6 separate regions of the Sus scrofa genome follow, and all the other regions are linked to region 1. The links are chromatin contacts, called in public Hi-C and HiChIP or PLAC-seq maps. All regions are on one chromosome and are shown on one strand. Each heading gives the region's core, a stretch centred on a gene start, on an enhancer-like site or on the middle of the called end of the contact. The rest is flanking DNA. Distances are from core to core; before and after follow the strand shown. Region 1 overlaps LOC100514506 (a long non-coding RNA gene). Region 2 has its middle 300 kb from the start of NFIB. Region 3 has its middle 370 kb from the start of NFIB. Region 4 has its middle 430 kb from the start of NFIB. Region 5 has its middle 330 kb from the start of NFIB. Region 6 has its middle 450 kb from the start of NFIB.

Region 1 (4,305 bases), core at 1,524-4,023:
ACAGCCAGCCCTTTTTCTTAATCTTAGCTTTTCCCTCTCCTCTCCTGCCTTCAAATCTTCCAGTGAAATCTAGGGTGCCAGAGATTAAAAATAAATAAACACAACCCTAAAGCTCTAAGAAGAGTGGGAGAGATGGTGAAGGGAAGTGGGGCTCCTTTGTGAATGGATCCTTTTATACTCAAAGCAAACGCAGACCTGAGGGGACTCTTCAGCCCTCCAAAGTGTGGCTGGGTACTGCTGACTCTGAGGGGGTTATTGGGCTTCTCCTCCTCCCTGTCCTTAAGGAGTTTGGGATTAAAAGAAAAGATAGACAATTCAGTCAACTGCTCAGACTTGGGGCTGGCGGGGTGAGGAGTTAAGAAGCAGGGCTGCCTTACACTCTTAACTTTATCCACTGTCCTCCTCCTCTATCTTAATTTTACTCCTCTCAGCCCGCTCCACCTCTCCCCACCACACCTTTCCATAACCCACCACAGGGATTTCGCTGATGTCGCTGTGCGGGTCATTTTGCTTCTGCTGGGGTTCCATTTGAATGGGCCAGGGAAACTCCCACCTTTCCAGGCCTTGCTTTGCTAGGCTTTCTCCCCCACAGCCTTGGAAGCCACTTGGACCAAGGCATGTAGGGACCAGGCAGGGGGTCGGGGGACCATAAGGGGCGAGGAGGTAGAACTCGGTGCCTGGCGGCCCAGCCCTAGAGGGGCCTGTGCAAAACTCGGTGCCCAAGAGAGCACCAGGCGCCTGGGGCACTTGTTGCCAGAGCGCAGGGAGGGCAAAGGGAAGACATGGTGGGGGCACGTCTCCTCGGGCGGCTCCGGAGAGTAAGCATTTGCAGCCACCTTTGCTTTGGGTAGACGTTTCAAGTCCACGGTCACACAGGATAACAGAAGTCCTTCTAACCTTGAGCAAACTTGATTCTGATGCCCAGGACACTGTCGCATTGGGTTGAACCCATTAGCCTATATAGAGGTCGCTCAGGGCAGGCATTGTCTGTGACCGACAACAGGAGCACATCCGGAACAAGGAATGATCAAGGCAAAGTACTGGCCCCGACCCTGCTGGGGTCAAGTCCGATTCCCAGCCCAATCCGGTGGGGTTCAGAAACGGCCAGCAACCCCAGGCTCAGGAGTCTGCGCGGTGCAGTTCTCAGCATATTTCGTTCCTGATTCCCGCACGCGGCCCCGCAGCGCACCGGGGGATCTAGTTTCCCTGGACGCTTCTGCTTGCTTGTTGGTTTGGAAGTCGAAGCCCCGGGATAGTGAAGCTGGCCGCAAAAATCTCCAACCCCGCTAATCCTAGACAAAATAAAAACGTAATAGCCCATAAACCAGCAACCTTGGGGTACTTTATTTGGGAGTCTCCTGGAGGCACGTCCCTGCGGGATCTTCTGTGAGGGAACCTTTCTACCTCAAATTTTCCCGTGTGTGGGAAGACCACGAAGTTATTAAAACAGCGTTTCCCCTCTCCTGCCTAGTCCCATTCCCTAAACGGGCATAAAAACATCCCCTGAACCGGCTGCATCTACAGTTCTGGTGGGGAGGGTTGGGGGTGGGGGTGGGGGTGGGGGAGAGGCACAGGAGGCTGGCACTGAGACCAGCTCCAGCAGGAATTTGCCCCACACCAGGACGGAGGGTCTCCCAGGGAGACAAAACCCAGCTGGAGAAATCTCGGCCTGAGAGCCCCTCGCCCCACTCGGGGGAAACGACCCGCCCGGCACGAAGGATGTGACTCCCGATCCCCACGCCGGGAAACTGGAAGGCATGCGGAATCTCGAGGCTCCAGCAGGGTGGAATCTCAAAGAAAAAAAAAAATCTGGAAAAAAAAAAAGCTAAATTTGAACAAAACTAAACTACAAGCCCTCAGGTCCCCGAGTTGCAAACGAGGTGGGGGAGGAGGGGGCGGGAACGGCCACGGCGCACAGAGTGGGGGGATGTGGAACCAACTCTGAACTCTATCCCCTGCAGAGTCGGTGCCTACGGGGGCTCCAGCAACGCGCGCTCCCACTCTCAAGGTTTGGACTCACAAGGGAGGCCGAAGGTGGGAGGGAGAGGAGAGAAGGATAGATGGAGGTGGCGTGGGGTGGGGGGGTTCTTTTTCTTCCTCCTGCCTGCACCAGCCTAGGGGAACTGGAGGTGGCAAAGCGCGAAGAAAACTTTGGAAAGTTTTGGTAGCACGGTTAGCAGCGGAGACGCAGGGCAACAAGCTGTGCTTGGATGGGCACGGGGGAGCGGGCTGGGTGCTACTGGGAGACCAGGTCCTGAAGCAGTTAAAGATCCAAGTCTCCCAGGTCAGGTCCGCCCCAGCCCCAGAGGCTTCAAGGGGCCAAAGGACTGTGGGGAGTCTGAGGACGTTTCTCTAGGAGACAGACCGGGCGGAGCTGGGAGTTCGGCGGGTTGTATTGGTGCCGAAAACGGTACTCAGCGATGGCTCGGAGCTTCAGCAGTAAAGACTTGTCTGCCAAGGCGGGATTAGATCCGTCGGCTCAAGAGCTCGGTCCCCCACCTTCCCCTACCCAGCGAGGGCCGTGCGGGCGCCAGGGATGCTTGGGGAGCTCTGCTCGGTTTCCAGTCGCGCACCGGGTCTCCGCGCACCACGTGCGCCCAAGGCCTCAGGTGGGCACATTTGGGAGAGTGCGCCGGAAGGGGTGGGAGCCACGGAGCTATGATCAGGCTTCTGCCGACTTCCCAGCCAGATCCTCCTTGCTGGAGGCAGGACACAGTGAGTGGCCCAACCCAACTTCTCCCCGCACCCTGGGAAGGAAGTGTGGTGCGCTCGCTGGAGCGCGAGGCCGCAGCCCGCCCATGCCGCATACGGCCTGGCATTCTGCTTTTCCTCACTGCGCACCAGGGAAAGGCATAATTCAATTATACCATCCAAGTGCAACACAGCCTTTTCCTCTTTTGCTCTGGAGCCTAGGGCGTTTCGAAGAGGAATCTCCCAATTCTCAAATAAATACCTACCGCTCTAAAGCCGAACTGGGTTCTGTACTAACTACTGGGGTTTGGGGGCGGGGGGAACGGGAAGAATCCAAATTGGATATGAATTTACAGCCTGAAGCAGCTTATTTAGGCTCATGGAGTGCCATTCCAAACGACACAGCTCGCGCTATTTCGAGATACGTTGGAGATTGGAGAGAAAACAGGGTTATTTAAAAGTGACTCCCTTAACGCAACTTTCCTTCTCCGGCTCCCTAGGTGACTGCGTCAGGGCTCCAGCTTAAGGCGGTCTGGTCGGCCCAGCCTTTGATATTTAAGCCTGGCCTGCTCCCGGGTGAAACTACCTGTTGGGAGATTCCGCAGCCTAGACGTTTGGCCCTCCTTCCTGCCCACCCCCCCGCCCCCACCCGGTGCAATCCTGGCGGCGACGGAATGGTTCTGGGTTGGCACAAGAAGGGAGAAGACCAAAGAGTCGAGAGTATCGGACAAAGTCAGCTGCGCCTGGCGTTGCCCAGAGAGTTGCCCCCCCCACTCCGCCCCCGGCTTCCGCTTGCTCTTGGGGACAGGGAGGTGGGCCCCAGAACGCTGTGTGGGGCCCCTGGCCGCAGGGGTGGGCACAAACTCCACACGATTCTCTAAATTCGGAAACCACAACGCGTTGCAGTTTGTACTGGCACTTTGGAGCAAGTCTAACTTTAGAAAACAAAAAGCCTCCTAGCTCTTCCTCGCGCCCACCCCCACCTTGCAACGATAACACCCCTCACTTTTCTCTGCACCGAAATTCACTTTACTACCTCTTGAAAATCGGAAAATTCCGCGGCGGCTTGGACGCGCTGCAACGCAGAGGCTGCTTAAAGCTCTTGTAGGAGTTTCTTGAGGGAAATCACTCTGTTCTTGAGAGCAAACAGAATCTCCGTATTTTTACACAACCTAACTGGATGAGGGAGCGGAGCTAGGAAGGACAATTTGAGCCTTTGCAGCCCGTTGGAGGAAATTTCGGAGACTGGGGATAGGGGGTGCTTTTCTCTCACAAGAACCTGTGGGAAGGATAGCTCCGTCTGGCCCTGGGGCTGCAAGTTTCACTTGGGAAGCACACAGCCCGGGTCTGGTGCGCGTTGAATAACATTCTTTCCAGCAAACTCTGCAGCAAATCCCGCCCTGACATTAAATTGGGGTAGATGTGGCGATGCAGGCTGGGCTGAGCCGTGAAATTTCCCCCCAGACGGGGAAGGCTCTCCTCGCGTCGTGTCTCCGATGCGGGTTTCTGCTTTCTTATAGTGAACCCCGCTTCGTTTTGGGAGCAGTGAAATTTGGGAGCGGCCCTACGGAGGGGCTCATTTGGGGTCGAAGGGGACGGATAGACTTTCTCTGT
Region 2 (4,368 bases), core at 1,334-3,833, 330 kb before region 1:
AATTCTATTTTTGGTTTTTTAAAGAACCTACATACTGATCTCCATAGTGGCTGCAACAATTTGCATTCCCACTAATAGTGTAGGAGAGCTCCTTTTTCTCTACACCCTCTCCAGCATTCTAATAAATAGTATTTTAATAGAGATCATTTCTCTCCTCCTTGACCTCTCATCTGATAGTGTGAATAATGGAAGTGATCTCTTCAATAAATAAACAAGTGATTTAGTAAAGACATAGGATATGCTCAGATAATGCAATGTTTCAAATAGCTGTAGGGACAAAAAGAAGAAAGACAAGTTTCAGGGCTCCAGTTTCAGGTTAGAAGACAGTAGAAAACTATAAAGGAGAAAAATAAAATAATATTCTCTGTTGAACAAGCACCAAAAACAATATAATCCAGCAAAACAAGATTTTTCATAAATCTTCACAGGATTAATTACCAAAGGAGCTAAAAGTGCTGTGAATTCAGGGAAGCAGGAGATCATGCAAGCTGGAGGCCTAATGCCAAGACCATTTGTAGATGAAGAACTGGGTGTGTGTGTGTGAGTGGGGGTTGGTCAGCTCTGGTAAAATGTAATAAAAAAACGAAGAGAGCAGGTTTGCTCTAAGAACAATAAGACCCATTGCCTGGGGCAGGGGAGTAAGAGAAGATAAAAATGGGAACACGATTAATAACCAGGTATATGATATTTTGAATGCTGAAGTATGGATTTCAACTATTCTCTGAACATAAATATTGAGAATATAAACTCTTATGAACCTAGATGCACCACAACCATTTCAAATTCAAATAAAATACAATACAGCTTCCCTAATTTGGTTTCTAAATTTCTCCAAGGTTGCACTTCAGAGGAAGGAAGGAAGGAAAAAAGAAAGGGAGGAAGGAAGAGAGGAAGGGAGGGAGGCAGGAAGGAAGGAAAGAGGGAAGGAGGGAGGGAGGGGGAGGAAGGGAAGAAAAATGGGAAGGAGGGAGGGGGAGGAAAGGAAGAAAAATGGGAAGGAGGGAGGGAGAAGGAAAGGAAGAAAAATGGGAAGGAGGGAGGGAGAAGGAAAGGAAGAAAAATGGGAAGGAGGGAGGGAGAAGGAAAGGAAATGGAAAAATAGACATTTGGCAAGAAGCCTACACCTCATATAGTCTCACACTGCATATAAATACCTGGTTGAATCCTACTTCTGTGACTCCCCAAAGCATGCAGGTAAGGAGCATGTTGGCATTTAGTATCTTGGGGGGATGTCATCTCCATTCCAATGTCTGCCTCTGGCACTTTATCCACAAGGCCTCCCCAAATCAAAAGTTATTGCAAGGCCCACACACATAGTGGATGGAGCACGGAGCCCCAGATGGGGTGTTCATGTGCATGACTACAGTCCATGAAATTGTTTGTGAATTACCTTAAGGATTTTGATTCATGGGATGATTCTGGGTGGCCTATTCTACCACCTCCTCCACCAACCCTACCACCTTTCATTTCCCGTCATTTCTCAGCAACCGTAGGAATATATGAATCAAGGACAAATCATCTCCTACAAAGTGAAGGGGAGAAGTTCAATACAAAGAAAATGACATACGTGTGCATGTATGTATACATATACATACATGTGTGTGTGTGTGTGTGTGTGTGTATCACAAAGAAGCTTCTTCACTGAGAGATGGGAAACTTGAGTGCAACTTGAAAAATCCCTGAATTTAATCACCAGCCTTCAATGCTCTACTGCTTTTTTGACTGAGCAGCAAAAATATGAGCCATGTCCCTTTTCTACATTCAGTCACTTGGCTTTTCTGAGATTCCACCATGTCAGCAAAATGGAGCACCATCTCCTGAAATTGTCATCCCTCTTCTCCCTGATGGAAGAGGTGTCCCTTCAAACCTTACTTTCTATGAACAATCAGAATAGCACTTGCCTTTAGGGATCTAGTGACCACTTGGCCACAGGAACCTTCTCATATTAATCTAACCCCTTCCCTAAAAATACACTTTAGACTTCCAAGCATGACTCACTAGCTCCCCAGACTAGCTCAGGAGGAGGTGGGAGTAGCCATGTTGTTGTGAGTCTCTGTGTCTCACCCTTGACACTTTGCACTTGGGTGGTTCAGAGGAGGAGGGAGACAAGAAGGAAGAGGTGGAGTGGGGGAGGGAGGGAGGTGGAGAATAGATTTCTTTAATGTTTGTTTTCTTTTCCTTATGAGTTTTATTTCACTTACTTTAACCGTCCTTGACCTCTTTTTACTGCCACCTTCCTCAAGCCTGGTTTCCCCCAAGCAACCAGTGTTGGCTTTGACAAGTCAAAATTTCTTCGATGGCTCCTTTTTCATCCTTGTTTGGTTTAGCTGTCATCCCAGACCTCAGCATGTCTACGTGTTCCTGCCCCTCAAACAGAAGCATTATCAAAAGGTTTCGGTTTTCTGTTTGTGATTGTTGGGTTGAGTACCAGGGCTCTTTTCACCTCCTGCCCAACCCACATCCTCCCTAACTCCCATCACAACCAAGCATTCAGACATCCATACCGGCAGATGGAAAAGGAGTGTGTGAGGCTCCCTGGGAGCCGGGCTATTGTTTAGGGGAACTGGAAGCCACAGTGCCCAGAGTCCCCATCCTCCCTCCTTGCCGCACACACTGCTTCCTGTCAATCACCCTGGAACACCAAGTGCTGGGCCAACAATTTTGTCCACAGGATGTTTGTTTGCAGGCACCACCTTCCAAGTCTCAAAGCTCAAGACTTCCGTTGACAATCCAAAAACTAAAATGAAAAGGGGGGAAAACCCTTGGGTAGTTCTTTTAAAGCCTAATAAAGTCTATTTATATTCAAAAATAGCAACAGGTTATCTCAGCTTGCAGAGGGTGAAGAGGCTAGGAAGCCTGATCTTTAAAATCCAAAGCCCCTGAGAAGTGAAAAATACAGGTTTCCAAGAGTGGATACTAAAAACATGTCCTTAAAGCACCTTTAGCATATTCCATGGCCAATTTCCATAAATAATCAACCCCTGTTCTATGGGCACACTGGACTCCTCAGATGGTAAATATCTTGCAAGGAAGCCACAAAGCAAAAAATTTGCAGGACACATGTGCATAGAAATTTAAGGTTTTCAACCAAAGTTGTGGGATAAATACAATAGCCTGAGGTCACTGGCTAATTTCAGCAGTTCTCTCCAGAGTTTGTATTGTCCTAAGAAATGTTTGATACTCTGTAATGATTACACATGAAGCAATTAAGTTTGAAAAACCATTTTAAAACAATATATTCTTCTGGGAACAGGTAAAAGAGTTTTCCTCCATGTTAATAGTGAAAAGATCCCCCCGTTGTCCTCCTTAGTCATTCAGTAGTTTACTTGAGATCCCTTGGCATGGCAATTCCTACAGTGTCTATGTAATTATTACACAGGAATTTTAAACTTCTGTGTATTTACCAACTACCACTTATAATCTTTATATCTCTGGGGAAGTGAACTAAGCTCTCTGAGGTTATTTTTACTGTGAAAATGGATCATTATACAAACTCCATTGGATGGTACAGAAGCTGAAATGAGATCAAGTGTGAAAGGTGCCTGGCAGGCAGTGGGTGCTCAGTAAATGATAACTTAGAAAACAGAAATGCAAGGGAAATTTGAAAAGCAAGGCGTTCCCAGGACTGGCTTTAAAGTGGCTTCAACTACCACTTTCACCCTTTTAACTAAATATTAAAGAAAGTCACAGAGTATGGAGAAGAGACTTGTGGTTGCCAAGGGGGAGGGAGAGGGAGTGGGATGGAATGGGAATTTGGAGTTAATAGTTGCAAACTATTGCCTTTGGAATGGATAAGCAATGAGATCCTCCTGTATAGCACTGGGAACTACATATAGTCACTGGTGGTGGAGCATGGTATATGTGAGAAAAAATAATGTATAAATGTATCTGTGACTGGGTCACCTTGCTGTATAGTAGAAAATTGACAGAAAACTATAAATCAGCTATAATGGGAAAAATAAAAATCATTATAAAAAGTAAAATAAAATATTTATTTCTTAGCTAAAAAAAAAAGAAAAAGTCACAGAGGTCTTCAGTAGGAATAGTTTTGAGATAGGACATGGAAAGATGATCTAAAATACATTATCTAAAGCATCCTAAGTTCAATAGTCATTTGTCAAGTGGGTTTTAAGTTAATGAGTAGACTTGAAAACAAAAAGCAGTATGTCCCAGATCATCTCTGGAACATTAACACACATTTACCAAGGAATGCTACCACAAAAGCAGGACTTTCACAGTCCTTGCAGAACACAAGCCTGCAGTAGGTATACCTGGGGGAGAACCTGAGTTACCATCATTGGGGAGGTTTGGGAAATACCTTTTCAAGTTGTGGCCAGATTTCCACAGAGAACCTCACTGTTTTAATAG
Region 3 (4,338 bases), core at 486-2,985, 400 kb before region 1:
AGTGTTCATGGAAAATTGCTTTGCCTAGGTGATCTGAGCCAGTTCCCTCCCACCTTTAAAAAAAAAAAAATAGGGACAAGTAAAAAAATGCTTATAGTGCAAGAATTTTACTCCAGAAGACTCCAGACCATTCGCTGACATTTTATGGTTTAATCCCAGCTTCAGTTTCACAACTGGCACTCAAAGCAGAAGAGGTGCACAGAAGTGCATGCTTGAAAAGACAGTTAGAGACTTTTGTTTTAAGATTTCAAAAACAGTAACCAACAGACTCAAATTGCCCTAAAATTATATGGAGAACCAGTTCAGTCTGCTCTACAAAGACTTGGGGAATCAGAGCCAAGAATGGTTCAATAACTAGTTATGAAGTTAAAAAAAGTTTGAAATCAGAATTTTCACAGGAGCTTATTATTGGTAAAACTTTGAGAGTTCAGCTAGTTCATTTTCCAGCCTCCAAAGAGGACTCTATCAAAAAGTATCAGTTTTGAAAAATATCTATTTTTGGCCCCCATTTCAAGTTTCCTGACTGATGGTGCTTCAACAAAATGACAACAGTCTTAGATGGCACATAAGCACTATTTTAAGAACTTTACATGTATTAATTCATGAAAGCCTCATAAAGACCTGTGACTTAAATTTTATTATTATGCCCACTTTCAATTCAAGGAAGCTGAGCCTCAGAGAAGTATGTACAGTCTGTGAGTAGCAGAGCCAGGATTTGAACCCAAGCATTGATAGGTCAAGGGATTCTCACAGTTGGAAGGCTCCTGGGACAATGGGGAAAGAACCCCAAAAAGATCCTTCCCGCATTGCATCATGGGTGAAAAAATGAAATACATTTCACCTAAGCCTAAAGCCCTAGTCACTTTTCTTTTTACTTGATCGGTGGTCAAATTCCTTTCTAGCTTCCTGAGGAGGTTCCCGACAAGGAGCTGACACAATCAACAGAGACATAAAGAACTCAAAATCAGCTGTGCTTCTTCCAGGTTACTAGGTAGTTTATTTACCTCACTATCTTAAGGGCCTAAATTAGGGCAGGAGCTAGAGACCACTGTGTACACACACACACACAGGAGCTAGAGACCATTGTCCACACACACACACACACCCTTGGGGACCCAACCGCTCTGGTGGTCTGGAAGCACAGAGAGAGCCACCAAGAAGGAAAAACAACTTTGAACTTTATGTTCTTCCACCCCAAATGCCATAGGATGACAGCTCCATTGTCTGACCTGAAAACTCAACTTTGACCTCTCCAAATACCAGAACATTCCTTCTTGAGTTTAGAATAATAAGGAAGGTGTTGGGTCAGCAACACAACCAGGGAAAATCCGTACACTCATTCACACTCCTTGAGATCATCTGCAGAGCTTAAGGTACCCAAAGAGATTTAATGTTGTCCTCAGGCCCTGCCTTTGACACAGGCATCACCACAGAAATCACTTTTACCCAGACATTTATCCCACACATTATTTACTGCCGGCCTAGGCCAGTCCGACACTAAGACGGTTCAGATCTAGCACTCATCCCTAAGGCGTTCTGCATTTACTCCTCCCTGTGCCTTGTTTTCTTCCAACCAGAAACAATAACTACCTCCAACTCCTTCCCAAAGGTGCCACGCGGGTGTCTGAGATATGAAAAATGTGAGAAGGAAAGTTTCTGCAAAGCCCCAATCCTTAGAAAAGCCAGCGTCGCCGCCAGAGTACACAACGCACACGCTCCAGCATCTCTCCCTGCCAAGCAGCGGGCCAAGACCCAAACTCAGCAGGAGCGCTGGTGTCTCCAACTAATGGCCCGCTTTAATTCCTCTCTTCCCTGAACACTTTTAAACTTTTCTTCTGGAGTCAACCCAAGCTCGGCAGAATTTCCAGATCCGTGGAAGTGCAGCATGCAACCAGCCCATTTCCTGACAACGCTGCAAAGCTTCAAGGAACACATTTTGTTATTTCCACATTTATGAGTCCGAGCTGAAGCCCTGAGCCTGACTCCTGACCAGGCCGGCCCCCACCTGGGAGCCCCGCAGGGCTGGAGGGGAGGGGTGGGGGAGACCAGCGCTAACAAAGGAAAGGGCATGCGCAGAAAAGTTTATACAAAGAAATGTTCCAGTGGCTGCCTAGACAGAAACACTGGCATCCGAGAAGATCTCTAAAAGGGACTGAGGTGTGAAGATCATTTTCTGAGCCCTCTGCAAGACTCTTCCCCTGATAATATTCTGGCATTAGTGCAAAGAAAGCAAACTTGTGAGAAATGTGGTTCAAACCAAAGGGCAGATTCTATAAATGAATGCTTTCTTTCTTAAAGCAAACTGAAAAATCAGGGGAAGGGACTATATAGAATTTCAACAACAATAAAAATGCTCAGCACTTAATACAGACACAATATCATCACTAGGTCCTGGTGGATGGTACAAATAAAAATGTAATCAGGGAACAAATTATTTTTGAACAACTAAGTATAAGGTGTCAGACATTGTGTAAGCTACCAGAAATGCCAAGATAGATAAGACCTAGCTCTGGAGCTTTGAGGAATTTTTCATTTAGTTTTAGAGATATCACAGAGAAAAGAAAGCTGGTTATGTTGACAAGTAGTATTTAAGAATAAGAAGTTCTTAGATCTACTCTTTTTCTATTTTCTTGAGATATTATTGTTAATTGGTTGAACTGGCTTGTCAAGAAAAGAAAGTATCTTGTTAACATACAGCTGGCCAACAGGCACATGAAAAGATACTAAACTTCACTAATTATTAGAGAAATGTAAATCAAAATTACTGTGAGGTTTTGCCTCAAGACAGGTCAGAATGGCCATCATCAAAAAGTCGACAAATAATAAATGTTGGAGAGGATGTTGAGGAAAGGAATGGTCTTAACACTGTTGCGTAAATTGGTATAGCCACTATGGAGAACAGTATGGAGGTTCATTAAAAAACTAAAAATAGAGTTACCATATGATCCAGCAATCCTGCTCCTGGGCATGTATCCAGAAAAGATAAAAACTCTAATTCAAAAAGATGCATGTTACCTCAGTGTTCACTGCAGCACTGTTTACAATAGTCAAGACATGGAGGCAAACTAAATGTCCATAAGCAGCGGAAAGGATAAAGAAGAGGTGGTATATTTATATACAATGGAATATTACTCAGCCGTAAGAAAGAATGAAATAATGCCAGTTGCAGAAACACGGATGGACCTAGTGATTATCATACTAAGTGAAGTAAGTCAGAAAAAGATAAACATCATATGATATCACTTATGTGTGGAATCTAAACAAATGTTACAAATGAACTTATTTATAAAACAGAAACATACTCTGAGACAAATAAAACAAATTTATGGTTACCAAAGGGGAAAGAGGGAAGTAAATTAGGAGGTTGGATTAACAGATACACAATACTATATAGAAAGTAGATAGCCAACAAGGTCCTACTGCATAGCAGAGAGAACTGTACACGTGAAACTAACACAACATTGGAAACCAACTATATTTCAATTTTAAAAATTAAATAAATAAATAACATTTTAACTTTTAAATTTTAAAGGTTTTTTTGTTGCCGGATTAAGAAAGAAGGAGCACACTCCATTTCTAAATTGTAACTAAAATATTTAAATGGAAGAAAGGAGTTCCTGTTGTGGCTCAGCAAAAACAAGTCTGACTAGCATCCATGAGGATGCAGATTTGATCCCTGGCCTCTCTGAGTAGGTTAGTGATCCAGTGTTGCCATGAGCTGTGGTGTAGTTCACAGATGTGGCTCGGATCCAGCATGGCCGTGGCGTAGGCCAGCAGCTACAGCTCTGACTGGACCCCTAGCCTGGGAATTTCTATATGCCACAAGTGTGGCCCTAAAAAGCCCCTCAGAAAATGGAAGAAAAAATTTTAACAGGTGAGAAATAAATAAAATTGGAACTATAGGACAAACTTGTGGTTGCCAAGGGGGAGGGCGAGGGAGTGGGATGGACGGGGAGTTTGGGGTTAATAGATGCAAACTATTACATTTAGAATGGATAAGCAAGGATATTCTACTGTATAGGGAACTATATCCAGTCTCTTGGGATAGATCATGATGGAATAATATAAGAAAAGGAATGTGGAGTTCCCATTGCAGCTCAGTGGAAATGAATATGAGTTGTGGTGTAGGTTGCAGATATGGCTCAGATCCGGCATTGCTGTGGCTGTGGTGTAGGTTGGCAGCTACAGCTGCGATTCGACCCCTCGCCTGGGAATCTCCATATGCCACAGGTGCAGCCCTAAAAAGACAAAAATAAATAAATAATATAAAAAAGGGAAAAAAAGGAATATGGCTGGGTCACCTTGCTGTACAGCTGAAGTTGACACAATATTGTAAAT
Region 4 (4,170 bases), core at 1,364-3,863, 470 kb before region 1:
GGAAGAAGTGACACAAAGAAACACAGAAAAGCTGCGTGCAGGTGCACACACACACACACACACACACACAAACACTATCAATCTCACAATAGTGCTGAATAACACCCCCTTCAAAGGATAAAAGTTGTTGGCATCCTAGTATCCATGAAAAAAGCCATCTTGTTTTTCCTCAACTGGTCAACTGTTAGATCTATACATATTGTCAAACTATAGCAGAGGTAACTACATTTTAAAAACACAATTTCTAGATGAAAGTGTTTTTCAAAAGAAACACAAAAGCACACATAATCACATGTACAGCTTCTCCTCACCATTGGTTAAAAGCCAGTCTTTCCTGTATATTCTTCTGAAAAAGATCAGTAAATAGTATTGAGAACTGGAACAAGTCCTCAGTTAAGAAATATTCAAGAAACCCTAGAATGTTGGAGAATGCTGTTCACAACTAGATTTGAGACGGAGGAAACATTTTGCTTAAGGAAAGCAAATTGCTGTATACCTTGAAAAATACTTAATGAAAATGGGTTCTGAGACACCAAATAGAAAATTGTCTTCAGCATATTTTGCTTTTTCTCACTCCAACTCCCATCTCTGGACCCCTGCGAACCCTTGGGAAAGGCTTAATTCCGTACACACTGTTCCAACTTCGTAAAATATTCCTTATTTCCATAGCCTAAAACTTAGGTCATAAATTACTGATTGTGCCTCTTTAAGTCTCTCTCCCTTCTCAATACCACTGTGCATATCACATTACTGTGGAAAGTAAGGAACTAGAGAGAAGTTGGGGGGAAATACTCATTTTAATGCCAGAGTTAAAACAAAGCTACTAATCCCTGGTAAACCCCCTCAGGAGTGACAATGGTAATAAAAGGATTTCTTAGGGAATTGCTTAGGAAAGAGCAAGTAACAGAAATTCAAATGGTAGCCTTAGATCCTCCCTGCACAAACCAAGGGGCCCCTGTGATATGCAGGACCCCTCATTTTGTCAGATAATTGGCAAAAGGTTCTCATCAAAGACATTGGTGTTCTTTCCATTTCCTAAAATAAATACAATCAGTAACACTTAATTAACATTCTTTGTCAATGTCTTTCCTCAGTCCTAAGGGTAAAGTTATAAGTTTCTCAACTCCCTTAAGCATTGTTAATGCCACGTGTACCAAGTTGGAAAGTAACTCTTTGTTTAGATGTAATAAGTGAGTTATTGCACATTAAATAATGATCAAAATTGCTTATTAAAGCCTACTTAAGGAATAACAAGTCATATCAATTGCATCGCTTTTAACCCTCAGTAATTATGTCATTTGTAATCAATTGCCTTTTTCATCAGTCATATTATTACATTCTATAGCTGGTTTCTATTACATAATTGTTTATTCTCAATAAATATGTTTTAATAAGCAGTTGTATTTATACTCCCTGAAATAACAGTCTTAATTAATCTAAGTTGAATACTCTTTTGGGAACTTAAATGCGAAGTCCTGCCAAACATTCTGTAAGCATGATTCATGTCAAGTTGAAGAACAAAAGGTATGCAATATGCTAAAAAGTACATATTACAGTAACTCCATTTCTCAGGAAGGCTGCAGAGTAGTTTTCTTATTTTTAAATCGAGTGGCATTCAGGGAAAAAAAGATACATTTCTGAGGACTTCATGAGGACATCTCTGTGGGTTTCCTATACGCTACCTAGCAGGGATGTATCAATAAAACAAGAGCACTTGGCTTATTATTCTTGCTTTTTCTACAGCCAACCTAGACAAAGCTATTTTATAATAGCACAAAAAGAGAATGGCTTTTTTGATCATTTTGGGCACGTGATATTTTTGGACTGTATCACTTTAAATAGAGTTAGAGGTAAAATATCAAATTTCATTTAACAAAAAAACGTTAACCAAAGGCAAAAGCACATGGTTCATTTTTCATTTTTCAAAACTATTAGACTAAATTGTCTGACTGGCAAAACAGATTAGTCAGAAAGCAGTTTCTTGGTAACTAGTCTGAATTTTTTCAGGCAGTCCTAGGAAATAAAACTAAAAGGAGTAAAAGACGTTTTAAAAAAGAAAGAGAACGAGAACAAAGAATAGTGTCTAATTTTCATTTTTTCATCAGATCATCAAGCCCTTCTTTGTGATGTTCTCTGAAGGAGTTTAGGATGTTACAAGATGAAGAATGTTCTAAAATTACTGAAACAAAAACAACAAAAAAAGTCAGAGTCCCATGGGGAACATAGTTTAAGATCATTTGATACGTATTAAACGTATATCAATTTAGACCAATTATATGCAACTGATGGTAAAATTGGCCTGTGGAGAACCTTGACAAAAGAGTGGACCAAGGAACCAAGGAACAAGACCTGACTATAGAAAAGACTGCCCAGGTGGGAAAACACACAAGGCAGTAAGCCCTGGGTGGAGCAGAGGTGCTTGGGCAGATCCTTCTCTTCTTAGAAATTAGGTTTTTTTTTTTTTTTTTTTTTTTTCGGTCTTTTGTCTTTTTAGGGCCACACCCATGGCACATGGAGGTTCCCAGACCAGGGGTCGAATCAGCTGTAGCTGCCGGCTACATCACAGCTACAGCAACATGGGATCCAAGCCCTGTCTGCAACCTGTACCACCTGCTGCTCATGGCAACACCAGATCCTTAATCTACTGCGCAAGGCCAGGGATTGAATCCGAGTCCTCATGGATACTAGTCTGGTTCTTTAACAGCTGAGTTACTACGGTAACTCCTGGAACCTCATTTTTAATAGACGGCATTTCTAAAATCCCTCAGTGCATGTTACTATTGCTTTTCAACACATTATTTTTTTTAATCTCTAGAACCATCAAATAACTTTCAGTGATTTTGCGAGGTCATGTTAGGGTGAGCGTAGAAAGGGGACCACCCACATTGCCAAACTGGCATGTCTCTCTTCAATTTTCATTGTCAAAAGGACAAAGGAACTGTTTTAATGAAGTGTTTTCAGTTGTCTTTTGTTTCATATTTTACACAGGAAAAAGGAAAATGTTTCCCTAGTTCAGGGCATCTGAATCATATTTCCAAGGGGACAGGCATTTTCAGGACAGTAAGTACTAAATTATAAATAACTTTCAATAAATTAAACTGTAGTCTGGCTATTTTTTTTTCTTCCTTGGAAACATTTAGCCTTCAGAAAACTTAATTGTTCTTCAAGATAAAAACGACAGTTGCTTCTCAAGTATATAAGGCAATTGGGCATATGTCAGTTACAAAATAGTGACAAGATAATATGGCACAACATACTTCAGCAAGAAACCCCATTGAACCAATGAATGCAAATGTATTCTAACTTTCTGCCTCATGTCAACTAATCCAACTTGCAAAACTGGACAGGCTCTCTATTAGTGGTTGAAGACCATAACAATCTTTATTATAATCCAATGCCATCTCTCCACATGTAAAGTGAGGGAGGCAAATGAGGCAGTTATCCTGATAATCAGAGACCAAAAAAAATGAACTGGTACCACAAATGTCTACATATTTTACGTGAACATATTTGGACTCTAGTATTATTTAGTTGAATGTTCCTTTTTCTATTTATTTTTCATCACAGATATGACCCAGGGTCATAGCTGTGCAAAATGAATCCAATCCAGTCTGTGCTTTCCTAGTTATATCAAGTCAAATGGATAGAATTAGATCATATTTACAAAGAACAGAGCCCTGATTTGCTCATCTTTCTCTCAATTCTGGAAGAAGGCAATTTTAAGAGTTCTCAAGAGTTGGGGATTTCTCTTAAATCTTGCCTAGAGGAGTATCATTTAAAAAAAAAAAAAAAAAAAAAAGGACCAAAGACAGCAATAATTCAGACAGAGAACTGCTTGCTTTTGAGGTTTCAGAAATAAAAGAAACATTTTTGGACTGAAGCCTTTTTCTTACTCTTCAAATCCTCTCAAAACAGACCATATCAACAGTGACCCACCTATAAAATTAGCCATGATTAGAAGCTTCTAGGAGCAGAGAGAAAACTAACCTTATTCTTCCCTTCTACAACTTGTCCAAAGTTTACTTTTGTGCTATTGTTTCTGAATATGCTTTCAACCAGTTTCCCTAACTCTGTCCTCATTTCCCTTTTATGCCTATAATGAAAAATCAGAAAGAATTCCTTTCTAAACTGAAATTTTATAATGCTTTTAGATACAAGCAAAGCTACTTA
Region 5 (4,579 bases), core at 1,126-3,625, 370 kb before region 1:
TGTGGCGTAGGCTGCAGATGTGGCTCAGATCTGGCATTGCTGTGGCTCTGGCATAGGTTGGCGGCTACAGCTCTGATTAGACCCCTAGCCTGGGAACCTCCATATGCCATGGGAGCAGCCCTAGAAAAGACAAAAAGACAAAAAGACAAAAAAAAAAAAAAAAAAAAAAGATTATGCTGAGTTAATCCAGCCACCAATTTCTATAGCATAAATATAAAGCAAACCTCAAATTTTAAGTAACTTGTCCAAAAGTCCATGAATTAGTTACTGCTAGAATGAAGATTTGAGCCCAGGACAATTGATTTCAAAATCAATGTCTTTGACCAGTGTCCACACACATATACACACACATATGGGAGAGAGAAACATATCACATACATTCATAATGAAGTTGATTGACCAAATTACCTTTGTCCTATAAATTTCTAAGACTCTTGCAACAGATAATTTTCAGACTGTTTGAAGAGGCAGCCTCCGCTCCTTCTTCCTTTTGATAACAATGCCCAGATTTTTCTCTTAGAAACAACCTTCTCCCAAATGAACTTCAGGCTGACTTCTACTCCAGCTCCCAGACATGAGAGCTTCAGCCTTGGCCAGAGAACTGCATTCCCCTAGCCACAAGGTTGCTTTCCAGTTGTGCATGTGGATTAATCTAAGCCAGATCCCATAAGACATTTTCTGAGGCTCCTAGAAGAAAGACAGGTTCTCTTTCCACCACCTGGACATGAAACTGGAAGGCCCTATCATGCAGCCGTCATAACAATATATGGAGGTCTGAGAAGGAAATTAGACTTTGGAAAAGCAAAAATGGGTCAAAGGTGGAAATGGACCAGCTGCTGAGGACTTTTGGGTCTCCCAGGTCAGTCATGAGCAAAGCCAGCCCTACCCCCCAAGTTATATGAATTTATAAAGTACCTTTTTAATGTAAGCCAGTTTTGACTATGTTTTCTATTGTCTCCAACAGCAAGAGTCCCAAAGATACAGTTTTCCCTTCTTGGGAAGACAGGACAGGTGAGGGACAGTCCCTGTTTTAATCAGCATAGCAGGGCTCAAAATCTTAACGAGGGGAACAGGACAGAAAATGAGATTTCAGGGGTCAAAAAAAAAGCTGTACTAAGGCTCCCCTAAACCTTAGGTTCCCACTGTGGAGTGAGACAAGGGTTCAGCCCTCCCTCAGGGTCTCCACCTCTGTGTTCCTGAAGTTTCAATAAATAGCAGAGAGCTCAAATATCTTTAATGAGATGATAAGAAGCATGATTAAGGGGCAAAAGCTTTGTTTGCTGTGCAGTACTTTTTTTCCTTTCCCCTCTCCTTCACACGCACCCCTCCCTTGTATATATAAACATACGCACATCCATGCAGCCTCCAGACCCCGGGATAAAGGAACTTTGAAAGGAGAACCACACCCTTCCTGTTTCTCTCTTCTACCTCCAAGTCGAACATAGAAAAATATCCCAGCATCGTGATGCCTGTAACTCAATCCAGGCTAAATGTGGAAATTGCGAAGCTGAGGCTGAAATAGACACCATATCCTTAACTCAATCTCATTGGATCTCTTTAAAACAAAATAAGAAAGGAAGGGACAAAGACAAATCACACAGAGGAGAATGGTCGCCTAAGTAAACCATCAAGTCGGGTTGGTCTGTCTTTTATCATCATGAGCCCAGAACCTGCCAGTGCTGCCAGTGTACTTTTGTTGAGAGTTATCACTGGCTATATAAACAACGCATATCTTTTTTGGGCAGCAATAATACACACTCTCACACACACACAATTAATGCTCTTTGCCTTTTCTATAGCTCTATCCCAGGCAGAGAGGGAACGTTTTGAGGACCCGATGACTTAAAGGGGAAATGCTGTCTTTCCTAAAATTCAGCCTCACACTGCCTTTTCTCTTACTTTGAGCATCTGAAACTTGAAACAGAAAACTGAAGCCAACCAAACCAAGAAGCCAGGGCAACTGCCTGGCAAGGGTTAAAAGCAGATCAAAATCAAATGGCACACTGCACCATGTCTTCTGCATGACTGATACTGCAATCGATCTGCAGCGGTTCATTTTCTCTCTGGAATCTCTGCCTACTGAGAACAAATACAAACACATGTGGAACCAATAGGAAGCAGACGAAGGGCTTTAAGGGTTCTGCACCAACGTGTGTCAGAGAGTGCTCACGTAGCAGATGGGGCAATTAATAAAGAGTCAAGCGGTATGACTCTGTCAAAGAGCCTTGAAGTGCTAACAATCCGCTTTTGTCTGCCCCACTGGAGAGTACAGATGGATTCTGATTCAGAACGAGGACGGCATTGTGTCCAGCTTGCTCTGGTACAGCGTCCGAGGATGAACAGAGGCCCAGGTGTCCGACGTCACCCATTTTCAAGGAAAACATGATACTGATTCTACCCACACACACCCCACCCCTGCCCCACTAGCATTTGAATTGCTGCAGTGATCACTAATCCAGAGGAAATTCGAATTTATAAGTAAATCAGTCTTTCAGAAAGATCTGAAAAGGAAGGATTTGCCATCAAAGCATTGCTGGTTTGCACACACACCTTGCTATCCATTGATTCTAATTGCGAATCCAGAATTCTTGCCCTTCAGCTGACAGCTAGAAATGATTAAATTCACTTAAGACTGAACCTCTAGTAGGTGCTATTTTATTTTTTTTAAGATGCAGAAATCAGACTATGGCTCTTGCAAGTGGTCAGGGGAGGTCACATGATTCTTTAAGTCACTGTGAGTCCCAAGGTTCTAGTGAATTTCCAGCTTAGTGCACTGCATTTGGCCCAAATCCCTCACCTCTGTCCTCCTTGGCTCCTTGAGCCACCACCATCACTGACTCTAACCGCTTTCCTTCCTCTCTGAACCAGGTCCAGAACAGCGGGAATGTGTCTGTCACTCCCAAGGCAGCTGCACAGAACTGAGAGTGTGTTCTGCTGCCCAAACTCAATGCCAACCCAGAGTGATCTGGATGCCAACCTCTCACAATTCCCTTCCCAAAGACATCAGAATTATCACTGGGAAAGAGCACATTAGGTGTTCCACTGTGAACTCTTTCTCTATAAACCTTTGTGATACAAGATGCCCTGTGACCATTAGCTGTCTGGGGGCTTTTCTCTTGGAATCTCCCCTTCACTCATCATTCAATGGAATCAGAATCTGGAATAGATGGATCAAAATAAAATATCTCCTCAGACAGTTCATGAGAGACCACAGACAATTCACTAGGCTGTGTTGTGGTTGCTGCTGCTATGATGTTAGCTGGTGGGCTTTCCATGTGGGCTGAGGGTCCGGAATTCATAGACTTTGTTCAAATTAAAATTGAAAATTTAATTCAATTCCGCAAACACTTCTGGAGCTCCCTTGCTAGCTGGTTTCACACCTCAGGTTTAAGGCCTATTTAAAGTGCAATATTTCTATTTTTAGGCTGAAGAAGAATTTCTAGCTTCTTTTGTCAAACCACCTAATTTAGAGATAAGTGCTAGAGAACTCAAGTGGTGTGGGAAAAGTCATCCATCTAGAGGCAAAGCCAAGTCAAGGTCAAGCCCAGTTCTCCTGATTAGACCCCAAAGATCAGTGCTTTTTCTTCCACACTAGCCCATCTCCAACTCTTAGGAGATGAAGACATTCTACTTTATTTACACTTTATCACTACATCTCACCCATAGGCCCTGCACCCGTGTTTTGGTAAGTAGGAAGGAGGAAACTGCTATGTTGATTCTTCTTACGTTCAAGTAAGAGATCACATCCATTTTATTAAAGATACCATGACAAAACAGAATTTCAACCTGATGAGTAACATAGTTGTTTGGCTTACCTAAAGATAAAATTCCCTCTGGCAAATTATTCACTATCTGATCCCTGCCCAATGAGGCTCCACACTTTTCAGAAGCAAATTATTTTTTTTTTCTTTTTGAATGAGCCCATGGCATACAGAAGTTCCATGGCCAGGGATTGAACCCATGCCACAGTAGCTACCTGAGCTGCAGCTGTGACAACATGAGATCTTTAACTCACTGAGCCATGCAGGAACTCCTAAGTACTCTTTTTTTTTTTTTTTTTTTTTTTTTTTTTAATTTTTATTTTATGGCTGCGCTGGCTGCATATGGAAGTTCCTGGGCCAGGGATTGAATCTGAGCTGCAGCTGCAGTCTATGCTGGGTCCTTTTACCCATTGTGCTGAGCCAGGGATTGAACCCACACCTCAGCAGCAACCAGAGCCACTGCAGTCAGATTCTTAACCAACTGTGCCACAGCGGGAACTCCAGAAGCAAATGCTAACTCCTTCACTAGCGCTCTCTTTATACCTTAAGATTCAGATCCCAGCATTATGAAGTGATTTCTGCTTCCCAGCCCTGCCACTTCACTGGTATGGGGAGCTTTGCACACCAAAACCTGCTTTCTCCTTCTTCTATAATAGAGTGCAACAAGACATAAACTAGAAATGACATTCTCCAGCATCTTTGGTAGTTAGGTGTATGACCTGTAATTAACTCTTCCCAAAGGGTATGCAACATCCAGGTCTGAGCTCTAAATCAATAGACTCCTGCCTGCTTTTTCCTCCTTCTCATAGCCTGGACCA
Region 6 (4,527 bases), core at 447-2,946, 480 kb before region 1:
ACAAGCCTGGGGGGGGGGGGGCAAGCCATAAATAAGGCATGCTGTTCTCTTTGGAGGTCAAATTCCATGACTAAGGAACTTCCAGAATGTGTCTAAATGTTTGTGTCCCAGAGAGCAGAGGCCTTAGGAGGACATGGGCATACAACCTCAAGGTCAGAAACAAAATTCCCCAGAGCTTGGAGGAGTAACCAGTCTGCCTAGAAGTGCTTGAAAGACCAAGGTCCCCAGGAATGGAGGATTAATGCATTCGTAAGATATTAGACTGCTGTAATGGGTCAACCCTTGGGCGACAAGCTTGTGTAAAGAGGTAAAGAATTATTAGGAAGTAAGCACCAAAGCTTAGTTCTCTTGGTTTCACCATCTCCCACACCATGTAATTCCTGGAACTCCATGGTGCACAATTATTAAAATCTATTGAAGGCACAGGGTAGGCAGAAACTCCTGATAATGGGCACAACTCATACCAACCAAAAAACCAGAGGTCCCATGGGACTGTGGGTGAGTACTGAGGCCTGTGGGATTCAACCATCATTCAGCATTTACCCCATTTGATCCTCACTTGCATGTGGTCTGGACCAGGACTGCTAGGTTCCATTTTACAGACGGGAAAGTTGAGGCCCAGGAAAGCTAAAGAATTTATCCAAGATCACATTGCTGACAGCTTAGATTCCAACCCTAGTTTTCTAACCTCAGAATAAAGTGGTTGTTTTTTGTTAACAATGAACGATGAATTTGTTTTGAACCAATTCTAAATGTTTCCATGACTTCTTCTCTCACATCTTCACCCTTCACGCCATCACATGATAATGCTTCACATGAGAATTGAACAATTTAATATTTAAGGCGAGAGAATCCATTCACTTGAATCCTACCACCACTAACACTGCATTAAGTCATCTGCAAAAGCGGCCAGTGTTGTGGGCTGGCTGAGGGCTCCCCTCTCACTGTTAAGTCAGTGTTAAATTCTATGAGAAGTGACACCCTACAGTATGCCGAGCCTTTCAATGTTCCCAACCACGCTCTGACTGCATTATACAAAAGGCAAACACAGGGGCTGACCTCCTTTGATGCCAGATTCCCACTCTTACCATCTCTGATGGAAAGTGACCTGAGGAGGCCCTGCCTGAAATAAAGAGGGTTGGAGTCAGGCACCCCCGAAATCAGAGACTTTCCTCCCCAGGGATGGCTGTGTGCAGCCCTGAGAGCATGATTCTTGGATGCTGTTTCAGAAGGAACCACGAGCCATTTATTCTCAGTCTGAAATTGGCAGCCTTTACGTTTGGGGGAATTTTTAATAGGACTAACAGAGGAACCAACACTAGGGATTATTCTCTCAGTGTGGGGTTAGATGTGTAATGCATATGTTTGCCCTGAGGACCCTCAACCACATACTATAAAACTTTGTTAAAATGCTTTTCCCCTCAACTATTAACATTTTCCTGTGTACATTGTGTAGTTCTAAAGGGCCCAGCCAAAAGTTTATAAAGCTATGTTCCCCCACAGACCATTACTTTTGTGCTAATTAATTAGGGAAACCAATATCTCAGATATGAAATTCCAAGCTCCAGTTGCTCAGTTTGGCTGCAAATCTGTTTTCCTAATTATTGACTACTTTCTGCTACTTTAAGTCCACCACCTAAGCTCTTGGACAGAGCCGGCTTCAGGGAGCGGGGGAGGTCTCCAATGGCAACGCCGTCCACGTTGAACGGGGGAGTAGGAGGAAGGCCTTGCAGCTGTCGGAGTCACTGAGGATTTGGGAGGAAGTAAGAGGAAGAAAAAAAGGAGATTTGCAGGACAGACTTGGGAGAAAGACCGAGACCTTTTGACAAAATTTTGGTGAGGCATAATCCTCGAAAATTACTAAGGCACTGACATGCTTAAGGCAACACAGTCTTCAAAAGGTCTCTGTCAAGGAAGTACTGATTTAGACTCATCTAGAAAAATATCGGCATATGCATGGTTAGTGTGTTCTTCTGCCCTTGATTGGTTTCATTTCATTTCTGAATTCCTGGAGGGGGCTAAATTTTTATTTCTAATTTGGTAGGAATTTAGGCAGTTTTCCCATTGCTCCCAGTATTTCCGATTTACATTGCAAATCTAACTGTTTACCTTTGGGGATATATACATACACACACACATATACACATATATATGCATATACATGTTGGAGAGATTTTGAAATCTGCCTATGATGCGATTCAGTCACCTGTCCACTGCAGAAGACTGGATATAGCACAATGGGTAGTGATTTATGAAAAATAAAGTCATAGCATGTTTTTACCACACTAAGCTGAACGGTAATAAACCATTTAATTGCCATGTAAAAAACAAAGAGATATATATCAGTAAAACCACAGGGTCCATGTGAAAAAATAAATATAGGAGATATACGTATATTGTTTTCTGATTATACTGATTTTATAAAGAGAATAGGGAGAAGTTCCCATTGTGGCTCAGCAGAAATGAACCTGACTAGTATCCATGAGGATGCAGGTTCAATCCCTGGCCCTGCTCAGTGGTGATGCCATGAGCTGTGGTATAGGTCACAGACATGGTGGCAGGTAGGCAGCTACAGTTCCAATTTGACCTCTAGCCTCAGAACTTCCATATGCCTTAGGTGTGGCCCTAAAAAAAAGAGAGAGAAAGAACAGGAAAAATCACCTATGTTCCTTGAGTATAAACCATGATGCTGGTCCTGGACAGTATGCTCTGCATATGCTGTTTCAGTTGAGACTTTCTAACACCTCAAAAAATGTCTTTATCCCTAGGTGACAGTTGGGAAGTTCAGAGGTTACGTAATGTGACTAAGGTCAGCTTCTTAGAATATGGTAGAGACTAGACTGGAACTCAGCTCTGCCCAGAAAAAAAGCAAAGTTCTTCCTCCTAAAAACTGTTTCTTGGAAAAAATAGTTGCATAGCATACATATGCAGGCAGTTTGTCCTTCAAATTTTACTTTTAATTCTTCTTATGGATGTTGATGTCTAACACCCAAAGACTAGTTTCTGAGTACACACAAAAGCTTTCTTGTTAGGTGTTTTTACCCTAGTCACATGGGGAAGGCCATTCCTTAGCAGCAGCCAGGTCTTAGTCAGGGCTTAAGAGTTAAACAGGATTTCCTGGGGCAAAGAAGGAGAATAGAGGACAGAGTCAACCGCACCAGGAACCACAGCCATGGGATTGTTGTACTATGGCATTTATTTCTGGGGACTCTTATCTCCCTCAGTGTTTGACCCCTTCCCTGGCCCACTTTAACTCACCACTTGTCAGGAGGGCCTCAGACTCCAGAGATTTCCCAAGTTCACTAAACAGCTCAACAACAACTAATTCTCTAAAAGCCTGATGGTGGAATCTATGAGTAGTAACTAGCAACAAATTAAACTTCTCTCCTCACTTACTCCCAGATGAGTTCTTTAGCTTTCAATAGAACTTAGAAAGCTCTAGACCATAAAAATAACGTGATGTCAGCCACTTTAGGCATCATGGTAGAAATCCTCATCTTTTGCATCTTAAGTATTTCCTCAATGTTAAGGACGCTTGCCCCACTAGGATGATTTTGCCACATATTATTACAGGCTTAGTATTTTTATTTAACTTTTTATATTTACCCCTATCTGGCTAATATATATTTATTTTGCTGTTTTTCTTCTCTTTTTAGATGCGAGTTAAGTGGTTGGTTGAATTGGCTCAGCTTAGTGGGGTGAAAACACGCTGGTTTTATTTTTCACAAATCACTGCCCATTGTGCGATATCAAATCTCCCAGTCCTGCCGACAGATGACTGAATCACGTCTTGGGTAGATTTCAAGAGCTCTCACTCTTAGTTATTCAAGTTATAATTTTCCATTTGCTTTATGAGTTATTACCTAGTTTAACACTTCTTTTGTGATCCCATGTAAATATGCCTATTCTGGAACTTGAAGACGTGAGGACCTTGTTGATTCTTTGATTCCCCTCACTCATCCTTGACCTTGTGGGCCCAGGGGTGAGGCTGGGGTCCATGATCTGCCCCAGGACACATCCTAGACGTTCCGTCTTCAAGGTTTCATTCCGGGAATGTACCCCCAAGGTTGGCTCTCTCTATCCTCTGGCTGTTGTCAATCTGGGTACAGGGCCAAGAAGCTATAACTCAGCCTCCTCTAAAATCATCCGGTTTCAGCCTCCATCAAAACACCACTTGGCAGTCCCTATCTTTCCCCTGCCACACACACTCACACACACACACACACACACTCACACACACACACACTCAGTGGTTTTAATATATTTAATATATTCACTATGCTGTGCAACCACCACCATTCTACATTTGTTTTAAAAGAAAGCCTTAGATCACAACTGAATATTTTTTGAAGTATCACTTGTCAAAATTAGAAGATAATAGTAGGAAAATGTTACAATGAAAATAAAATCATATTATTCGGTTCTTGCTAAATACTGCTTTCCACTGAAAGTCTTGGGCCTTTGGTTTTTTCTGTTTGCTGAAGAGAGAAATCATCAAGGTTTATGTTGATGAAGATATACCAAGAG

What was found. Hi-C and Micro-C count contacts between places; a contact is called where the count stands out from the background. HiChIP or PLAC-seq counts read pairs in DNA pulled down with a chosen protein or histone mark.
Region 2: a contact with region 1 is called in an H3K27ac HiChIP or PLAC-seq map of skeletal muscle. The contact joins two enhancer-like sites. A contact is called at or near these places in 1 of 47 Hi-C or Micro-C datasets (epiblast stem cells) and 1 of 2 datasets of contacts at active chromatin or transcription factors (skeletal muscle).
Region 3: an H3K27ac HiChIP or PLAC-seq map of skeletal muscle shows a contact between it and region 1. The contact joins two enhancer-like sites. A contact is called at or near these places in 1 of 47 Hi-C or Micro-C datasets (epiblast stem cells) and 1 of 2 datasets of contacts at active chromatin or transcription factors (skeletal muscle).
Region 4: a Hi-C map of retroperitoneal adipose tissue shows a contact between it and region 1, with 1.8 times the contacts expected there. The contact joins two enhancer-like sites. A contact is called at or near these places in 1 of 47 Hi-C or Micro-C datasets (retroperitoneal adipose tissue) and 1 of 2 datasets of contacts at active chromatin or transcription factors (skeletal muscle).
Region 5: a contact with region 1 is called in an H3K27ac HiChIP or PLAC-seq map of skeletal muscle, with 6 times the contacts expected there. The contact joins two enhancer-like sites. A contact is called at or near these places in 1 of 47 Hi-C or Micro-C datasets (skeletal muscle) and 1 of 2 datasets of contacts at active chromatin or transcription factors (skeletal muscle).
Region 6: an H3K27ac HiChIP or PLAC-seq map of skeletal muscle shows a contact between it and region 1, with 5 times the contacts expected there. The contact joins two enhancer-like sites. A contact is called at or near these places in 1 of 47 Hi-C or Micro-C datasets (retroperitoneal adipose tissue) and 1 of 2 datasets of contacts at active chromatin or transcription factors (skeletal muscle).

The regions. Positions count from the first base shown.
Region 1 is chr1:208,148,564-208,152,868 of Sscrofa11.1, reverse strand. All of the region lies in intron 1 of LOC100514506 (a long non-coding RNA gene), which reads left to right. Among named protein-coding and RNA genes, the nearest start is that of NFIB, 32 kb to the left of the region's middle. Within about 2 kb of position 2,773, at least 36 of the 83 cell types and tissues checked have an H3K27ac peak or open chromatin away from gene starts, as enhancers often do. A contact at or near this core is called in retroperitoneal adipose tissue and skeletal muscle, where this site is marked.
Region 2 is chr1:208,482,601-208,486,968 of Sscrofa11.1, reverse strand. No RefSeq gene overlaps it. Among named protein-coding and RNA genes, the nearest start is that of NFIB, 300 kb to the right of the region's middle. Within about 2 kb of position 2,583, at least 8 of the 83 cell types and tissues checked have an H3K27ac peak or open chromatin away from gene starts, as enhancers often do. A contact at or near this core is called in skeletal muscle, where this site is marked.
Region 3 is chr1:208,547,743-208,552,080 of Sscrofa11.1, reverse strand. No RefSeq gene overlaps it. Among named protein-coding and RNA genes, the nearest start is that of NFIB, 370 kb to the right of the region's middle. Within about 2 kb of position 1,735, at least 15 of the 83 cell types and tissues checked have an H3K27ac peak or open chromatin away from gene starts, as enhancers often do. A contact at or near this core is called in skeletal muscle, where this site is marked.
Region 4 is chr1:208,614,549-208,618,718 of Sscrofa11.1, reverse strand. No RefSeq gene overlaps it. Among named protein-coding and RNA genes, the nearest start is that of NFIB, 430 kb to the right of the region's middle. Within about 2 kb of position 2,613, at least 2 of the 83 cell types and tissues checked have an H3K27ac peak or open chromatin away from gene starts, as enhancers often do. A contact at or near this core is called in retroperitoneal adipose tissue, where this site is marked.
Region 5 is chr1:208,513,542-208,518,120 of Sscrofa11.1, reverse strand. No RefSeq gene overlaps it. Among named protein-coding and RNA genes, the nearest start is that of NFIB, 330 kb to the right of the region's middle. Within about 2 kb of position 2,375, at least 10 of the 83 cell types and tissues checked have an H3K27ac peak or open chromatin away from gene starts, as enhancers often do. A contact at or near this core is called in skeletal muscle, where this site is marked.
Region 6 is chr1:208,631,965-208,636,491 of Sscrofa11.1, reverse strand. No RefSeq gene overlaps it. Among named protein-coding and RNA genes, the nearest start is that of NFIB, 450 kb to the right of the region's middle. Within about 2 kb of position 1,696, at least 6 of the 83 cell types and tissues checked have an H3K27ac peak or open chromatin away from gene starts, as enhancers often do. A contact at or near this core is called in retroperitoneal adipose tissue and skeletal muscle, where this site is marked.